Regions from separate parts of the Sus scrofa genome. Here region 2 is linked to region 1. Evidence: chromatin contacts called from public Hi-C data. All regions are on one chromosome and are shown on one strand. The core of a region is the stretch at or near the end of the contact, and the rest is flanking DNA. Distances in the headings are between cores, read along the strand shown. Region 1 overlaps PLCL1 (inactive phospholipase C-like protein 1). Region 2 overlaps PLCL1 (inactive phospholipase C-like protein 1).

The links. Hi-C and Micro-C count contacts between places; a contact is called where the count stands out from the background.
Region 2: a contact with region 1 is called in a Hi-C map of heart right ventricle, with 2.5 times the contacts expected there. The contact joins two enhancer-like sites. A contact is called at or near these places in 1 of 47 Hi-C or Micro-C datasets (heart right ventricle) and 1 of 2 datasets of contacts at active chromatin or transcription factors (alveolar macrophages).

The regions. Positions count from the first base shown.
Region 1 is chr15:101,669,724-101,673,568 of Sscrofa11.1, forward strand. The region is part of intron 1 of PLCL1 (inactive phospholipase C-like protein 1); the gene reads left to right. Among named protein-coding and RNA genes, the nearest start is that of PLCL1, 48 kb to the left of the region's middle. Within about 2 kb of position 2,153, at least 10 of the 83 cell types and tissues checked have an H3K27ac peak or open chromatin away from gene starts, as enhancers often do.
Region 2 is chr15:101,849,437-101,853,281 of Sscrofa11.1, forward strand. The region is part of intron 1 of PLCL1 (inactive phospholipase C-like protein 1); the gene reads left to right. Among named protein-coding and RNA genes, the nearest start is that of PLCL1, 230 kb to the left of the region's middle. Within about 2 kb of position 1,780, at least 4 of the 83 cell types and tissues checked have an H3K27ac peak or open chromatin away from gene starts, as enhancers often do.

The DNA of each region.
Region 1 (3,845 bases), core at 903-3,402:
TGCAGGGGTCTTTATTTGAAGAAGCATGTGAGGTAATTGGTGTTTATGAGAAGGTGTGGTGCCTGAACCATTATGTTTACTGTCATTGTTCTGGAAAATGTTTTCCAAGGTTCACATGATATAAGAAAGACTTTTCTAATGATATGGAAAATTTGGATCCAAGTGAGAGGAGAGAGAAGAGACAAAAATTGGGGGAAGTGGGGAAAAGGAGCAGAAACAGTGGGGGAGGAAAAACAGCAGCTCCAGGGGGAGCGACTTTGCTTCTCACACCCTTACCTACAAGTCCTAGGGCAGAAAGAAGCCTGGCAAAGGGACCAGAAGTCTGTAGGGTACAGCTTCGGACAAAGTTCAAGGGACCTTTAAACCCACACAAAGTGAAAAAAGAGGAGAATTGGCTCCATTCAACTGACTCTCTCTCCCCCAGGCTCTGATGATTGCACATTAAGATGGAGTTTCTGCCCTAGTGGGAGTCAACATGAAAAATCTTCCGTGGTCTGGCATTTGGATTTGCCATTAGGAGTGAAAGGTGAATGTAGAACAATTTCCAAATGACATTCCTCTCATGTATAAATAAGGGGGGTTGGCATTTGACTTTGCTGTGTATTTTGAAAGCTGCAGCAAATGCAGCGAATGAATTCAATGACAGGCTTTAGCCATGTTTTTGATGTACTGGGTGGTGATAGTTGGAGGTAGGAGGCCATTACAGCAGGCAGAATGAGAGCAAAAATGTCATTCAAGGCAATGTTCTTCTCAGTTCCTGGCAACCTCTGCTGCACAGCTGCAATGTGGCAGGGTGGGGGAGGGAGCAGGGAGGATGACAGGGAGATGGTACCACTGTGAGCAGCAGCCGACTGCCCTGCTGGCCAAACTCTGACACATCAGCTGGAGAGTACCAGTCCTGGCTCTAGATTGTCATCTGATTACATATTGCTTCACACCTTTGTAACCGTTATCTGTTTACTGTGCCTTTTGAATAAATCTTTATGCATGTAGTGATTAAAAGATAGGCAGCACCTAATATGCTCATTCATCTGCATTTATGGTAGATTAAACAGGAGGTGAAAGTCTAACTATCCTTTTAAATTGCTCTGCTTTCAGGATTAATGCATTGCATTGTATCTTTTCATTTAAAATTTTTATCTTTGCATTGATTGGTTTTGGATTGGTTTTTCCTCAATATTCAGATACATACAGAGATTTTGATAGGTGTCAGTCACTGATAGTTAATATTATGATTCTAAGATGGTAGTTACAGAAAAAAATCTTTAAAATTCTCCTATTTTAGCCTCCAGGATGAAACTAATTTTTCTTCTAGAAAACAGAACTGGGCTTGAATCTCAGTGCAGCCACTATGGCAGTATTAATTTTTTTATTGTGGTAAAATATACATAACAAAATTTGCCATTTTAAGCATACAGTTCTGTGACATTATGTCTATTTATATTGCGGTGTAACCATCAGCTCTATCTCCAGAAAATTTTCACCTTACCTAACTGGACCTCTATACCCATTAAACAATAGCTCCTCATCCCTCCCTCCCCTCAGCTCCTGGCTTTATGAATTGAACTACTCTATACCTCACATAAGTGGAATCATATACAATATTTGTCCTTCTGTGACTGGCTTTTTTCACTTAGTATGATGTCTTCAGAGTTCATCCATGTTCTAGCATATATCAGAATTTCCTTCTTTCTTAAGGTTGAATAATACTCCGTTATATACACGTATCACATTTTATTTATCCATTCATCTGTTGATGGACAGTAGGGTTGTTTTCATTTTTGGTTATTGCTAATAATTGCTGCTGTGAACAGGGTGTGCATATATATCTGTTCATGTCTTTGCTTTCAATTCTTTTGGGTATGTATACGCAGAAGAGAGACTGCTGGATCTGATTTGAGGAACTGCCTGTCTTAATAAGTTCAGGTTGCTGAATAGAACATCACAGGCTGGGAGGCTTATAAACAACAGAAATTTATTTCCCACTGTCCTGGAGGCTGGAAGTTTGAGATAAGCGTGCCAGTGTGGTCGGGTTCTGGCAAGGACCCTCTTTTTAGTTGCAGATTGCCGTCCTCTCACTGTGTCCTCACATGACAGAAGGGGACAGAACTCTCTGGGTTCTCTTATATAAGGGTGCTATTCTTATTCATGTGGGCTCTACTCTCATGACATAATCATCTCCCAAAAGTCCTGCCTCCTAATACCATCACACTGGGGAGGGTTAGGATTTCAACATATGAATTTGGGGGAGGGGACACAAACATTCAGCCCATACTATTTCCTGGGACAGATTTTAATCTTTCTGAGCCTCACTTTCTCAGTTGTAAAATAGGAATAATAATCCCTAGTCTGAAGTGGGTTGTAAGCATTAGGAATAATGTAGGTGAAACTTCAGCATCATTTCTCGCCCCTGGAGGCTATAGCAACACAACATGTAGTTTTTGCCCAAACCTTGCTGTTTCTCACCTGTCTCTGCTCTTGCTGCCCCTCTATTTTACCCTCTCTTGCCCAGGCCCTCTCCTGCTTACCTGTAAGACTTGCCCAGGGGCTACCTTCTCCAGGAAATTGTCTCTTTCTCTCCCCAAGCCATGTTACATGCTGCTGTTTATGCTTTTTATGGCGCTTCTGTTATGAGGGTATGAAGATTGTCTCTTCACTCTGTGTGTAGGTTCATTCAGTACATACATTCTGAAATAGTGACTGTGTGCTTGGTGCTGGGGTTTCAGTGATGACACAGCACATAGAATCTATCTGCTAGGAGCTCTGTCTACACCAGTTTCTCAGGGCGTGGTTTACATGACCACCTTATCAGGATCACTTGGGAGCTTTGGTGTCTCATACTGGGCTCAGGCATTTGAACTGTTCACATTCACTGTGGGTGGCTCTTGTACACACTGGTCTTTGAGTTAGGAGAGTCCATGAGGGTAGGCCCTGTGTCAGTCAGCACGTCATCCTTAGCCCTGAGCCTAATTCCTGGCACAAGTAGGTATGCAGGAAATATTGTTGCAGGAGTAGGGTACTCTGCACTGAAATGAGGTTGGAAGGACATGCTCCTTCAGGGTCCTGTGGTAGCTCTAGCACTAGGTGTGGCTACCACTAGTATGGAGTGGAGATTAATTTTTTTCCCAAAAAGGGAAGTACCAGGTCAGTTTAGGGATTCCAAACATTTACTGATTTTTTTGCTGCGTGGGGCTTCTCTGCCTCAGTCTCAGAGCTCTAGATTTGCTGAAGGAGAAAGATGGGCAATTTTTACCTTAAATTACTTCAGATTCATTCAGTCTTTTAAATGCTAATGCTCCTTTAGTTCCCAAGGAAGTCTTTTTGAATCAGCTTTCATTAAGTATTACAATGCTTGAAGAGGTGTATCATGCAAGAATTTGAAATTAAGTTCTCTGGACTACATAATTTATGTTAACAGTTATATATGCATAAATAGTTTATATGCACATAATATAAACTTGTTTATTAGGATGACACTTGTATACTAGGATTTCAGACTACACTTTTTTGCCGAAGTGATGTTTATTTTGAGTATAAGTATGAAGGAGAAAAGGTGGGTAGATATGAATTATTTAAGGGTCTGATAATTACTAGCAGCCAGGATCTACTTCAGTTAATTATGGAGTGGCTCAATTAGATGGCTTGTCACTTTTTTTTAATATTAATAAAATGCCATGCTTTCCTCCCTCTTTGGCTTTTTGGTTTAGAGCTTAAGTTAAATACAGTTTTGAAAATTACTTGCATTTAAGGTAAAGACAGAGTCATTGTGAATATGCTTTTGGAAAACTGAATTTGTCAGACTCTAGGATAAATATTCTTGTGGTTGGTGAGGCCTTCTTTCAGCT
Region 2 (3,845 bases), core at 530-3,029, 180 kb after region 1:
AGAGTTGGGGATATCAAGGTTCAGATCTTGGCTACACCATTTGACCCCAGGTATGTTACTTATGCTCTTGAGACTTAATTTCCTAGACTGTAAAGTGAGAGTATCAGTTATTCATTGTGAGAACTAAATTCAATGGTATGTAATTAGCTTATGAGCTGGTTATTAGATCTGTTTCAGGTCTCCCACTTTCCTTGTCTATGTGATAAGAGGTTCAACCTCTGTTGGCAGATTTCCCAGCTCTGGTTCTGACCAATAGGAGGCACTCTTAGGAGATGGGAGAGTCAGCAGGTGAGTTTTGTTTGCTGTGTGGCTCCAGCTTCTACAAAACAGGCCCACCGTGGTTCTAGCTTCTTCCATAACTCTGGCCCTTGGGTACTGGTATCACTACTTTCTCCATTTGTCAGAGTAGCACACCTGCTGTGCTAATCTCTGGGTTGTCTCATTGTTTGCTCTTGGTTTTTTATCTCTAACAGCACTTGTATCCATGAGGCCCTGAGTTAAATGCCTTCTCTCTTGAACACTTGGAGTGGTTTCTCTTTCCCTCATTGGACTTTTACTGATTCCATCCATTTCAGTAATCTAACTGTGAGCTACAGGGAACTTGAACTAAGCTGAAGAGGCAAAGATCAGGAGAAATCAGGCAGTTTTAAATGATGGTAACTGGCACTGATGGAGATAGGCCTTTGGGAGGGGAGCTGGCTTTGGGATAAAAGCTATGGGTTTGGTGAAGAGCATGTAGAAGAAGAATCTTCATGATTTCATTGTCTCTGCATCCTTTGCCTTTCCCACACAAGTGTACTGAAGCTGCAGGGGTATGAGGAGGTTGCCTTTGTCTCTGGGGAAAGGGAGAAGTTCGGAGGGAAGAGAGGAGAGCAGTGTGTGGTCCAGAAGGGCTCTTGGCCTGGCCTGGAACATATCTCTCAATTCCTTGACTCCAGCCTTGTCACTATAATCTTTCTGGGGAGTAGAATAGGGGGCTAGCCATTCTGAACCTATTCTTTGCCAGTTGGGCAGTAGCTCTTTACCAAAGGGACTGCAATGAGCAGGCTGTTCCTCTTGCCATGGTAGCATTTGTAAGAAGAGTGCTGTGGGAGGAGATAAAAATGAACTTCCAAATGGCCTGCAGGAATCTAGAGATGTTTGGGGGACTCACTTTTAGGTCCAGACTTAATAAACAAAACAGCAGATACTTGAAGCTTTAATTTCCTCATGGGTTAAGATAGTTCATGTTGGGGATGGTCAGCATTGCTGGAATCCACTTCCTCATTATGCTGGGGCATTATGGAAAATGGTCTCTGAGGGACAGAAATGAGCCTGCATCTTCAAGAACAATGTCTAGATATATTAAGAAATGACCTCAGATGGAAAACAAACATAAAATCATTCTGGCAAATCAGAGACAGCATGTTATGTGGCATTCATGATGTGTTTTATTTGTGTGTTGGGAAAAAGAAGAGTCTAATAAATGAAGACAAACAGGAAGCCCTTCCTAAACTCTCTTCCCAGATACTCTTCAGTCACGTTGTACAGGTCGAAGGTTCTGGGAAGAAACAGCTAGTGCTCTGACCTGCCTTCTACAACTATTATGTTTCCTGTTTTGTAGGAACTTGGGACTGAAAAGTGCACAAACCAATGGATCTAAACTCTTAAACTATTAATATTCACAAACCTAAAGGATGACTAGTTGAAACCTCTCTCTCTCTCTCTCTCTCTCTCTATGTGTTTGTGTGTGTGTATGCGTTTGTGTGTGTGTGTGTGTGAGAGAGAGAGAGAGAGAATTCCAGATGTCCTTGAAATGTCACATTATATTTAACTTCCAGATAACCACCAGTAAATTATATAATTGAATCAATGAATTGAATGTTAAATGAATCAGTACTTTATAGTTTCTCAAAAACTAGCTTTTGGTTTTTCTATGGCCTTTTTCAATTCTGAGTGAATTAGGTTTTTTTTGGAGAAAACCTTTTATGTTATGTCCTCTAAAATATAGTGAGAAGAAGCATGGTTTCCTTGGATTGATGTTTGCATTAATAAAGCTTTTTATTCACAACAACCTAAGTAATATAAAATTAAAATCAACTGCTGATCTCAGGGAGCAAGCGGATTTTCTGATAAGGGTTGTATAACCATTTTTACATTTCTTCTTTTCCTTTTTAATAAATGATGAAAGCTCCAGTGCTGTTCTAAGATCACATTTATTTATAGTGATAAGTGTGAAGCCAATCCTTGTTTCATCACTCTGATTAGCGGTCACACAAACACAATAGAACCTGACATGCTGGCAACCTCTTCTCATTACAGCTTTCCAACCAACCTCCAAGCTCATGGCTGGAAGTCAAATGAGGTGGGCTGTTTCCAAGTAGGAAAGAAAAATAATTGGCTTTGGAGAGAAAGGGATTATTAAAATTTCCATGTGAAATTTCCACCACTTCTTGGCTTCAGATGGAATGGTAGTTACACTAAGATGCCTCTGCTGCAATTTTGTTATTAAAAGCATTCAAAGAAATGGAGAAATTTATTACAGACAACACCACTTCAATAACATTTCCCTGTGTTCCTGCTGTTTATCTCATTATTAATTAAAACCAAAATAACTAGAAAAATTCTAGCAACAAAATCTTTCGTCAGAGAAGTCTTTTGGTTAAAGCAGTTTTTCCTGTCCTTACATATGAAACTGTTTTCCTACCCAAAAGGGACTGATTCGTTTTCTTCTTTAACTGCTGTAGACATTAGGAAAAGAGTATAATGCTTTATATAAAACATCGATGTGGACAAAGGCAACTTTTCTGGCCACCTGGTCTTTAGAGACAAACACTATGGAATCCAACAGACCCAGTTGTAAATGCTACATAGTCTCTCCTTGGCCTAGGCTTAATTTCCACTTATCTCTGCTGAGTGGTCTTGGGCAGGTGACTTCATCTCTCTAACCTCAGTTTCTTCATCTGCAAATCAGGGATAAAGAAACCTCCACAAAGATTTGTCGTGAGGGAAAACAAGGCAGAGTGTGTAAAGAGCTGACATGACAGAGAGCCTGGCGCATAGAAAGATTCAAACCTTAGTAGCTGTTATTTTTTAAAGTTCTTATGCTGTTTGCTTTTGTGACTATTAGCATTTGACAGGCTGCTAACTGCATTACTACATTCTGTCATCATAGAATTGCCTCTGAGTGATGCATGAGGCCTCACAAATTAGATAGAATTGTGGAAGTGTTGGGTGTTGCTGACTCTCATTTGGATTCAAGGATACCGCATTTGGCACTTAGCTTTAGCAGCAATGGCAAAAACATAAGTTCAGTTTTAGTCATTGCTACCCACAATTCTTGATTTTGGATTTTTGAATAAAAATAAGATTTTATGCTTCAGGATATAACACACTTGGAGCTGCTGAGTGAGACTGCACCTGGCTTGTGTGGGTGCCCTGGTGAAAACCCAGGGAGTTTTGCCTTTCATCATTGTATTTTAAATAGTACTTAGCAAATAGCAGAATTAAATTTGTGAATCCTTCTAATGACTACTTTTCTTAATGGAGATGAGCCTCTTTATCTTTTACTGGTTAATACCTTGTGGTTCTAAATTAGGATGCTTGATGTGATTGTATTCCTCCCAAACATTATTAAGAACTCATTTTACAATGAAGAGGCTCATAATTCATGCAGTCAGGGGAGCAAGGTGTTCTAGGCTTTTGGAGACTTTAGATTGAAGGAGAGAAGGAGCTGGTTGGGATACAGCCAGAATGTACTCCCTAGTCTAGGGAGAAGTGTCATTTAGTTACTGAGTACTAGACGCTTTGTATAGGTGATTTCACTTAGTCCCCTCAGTGCATCTTTAAGGCACATGTTATCATGT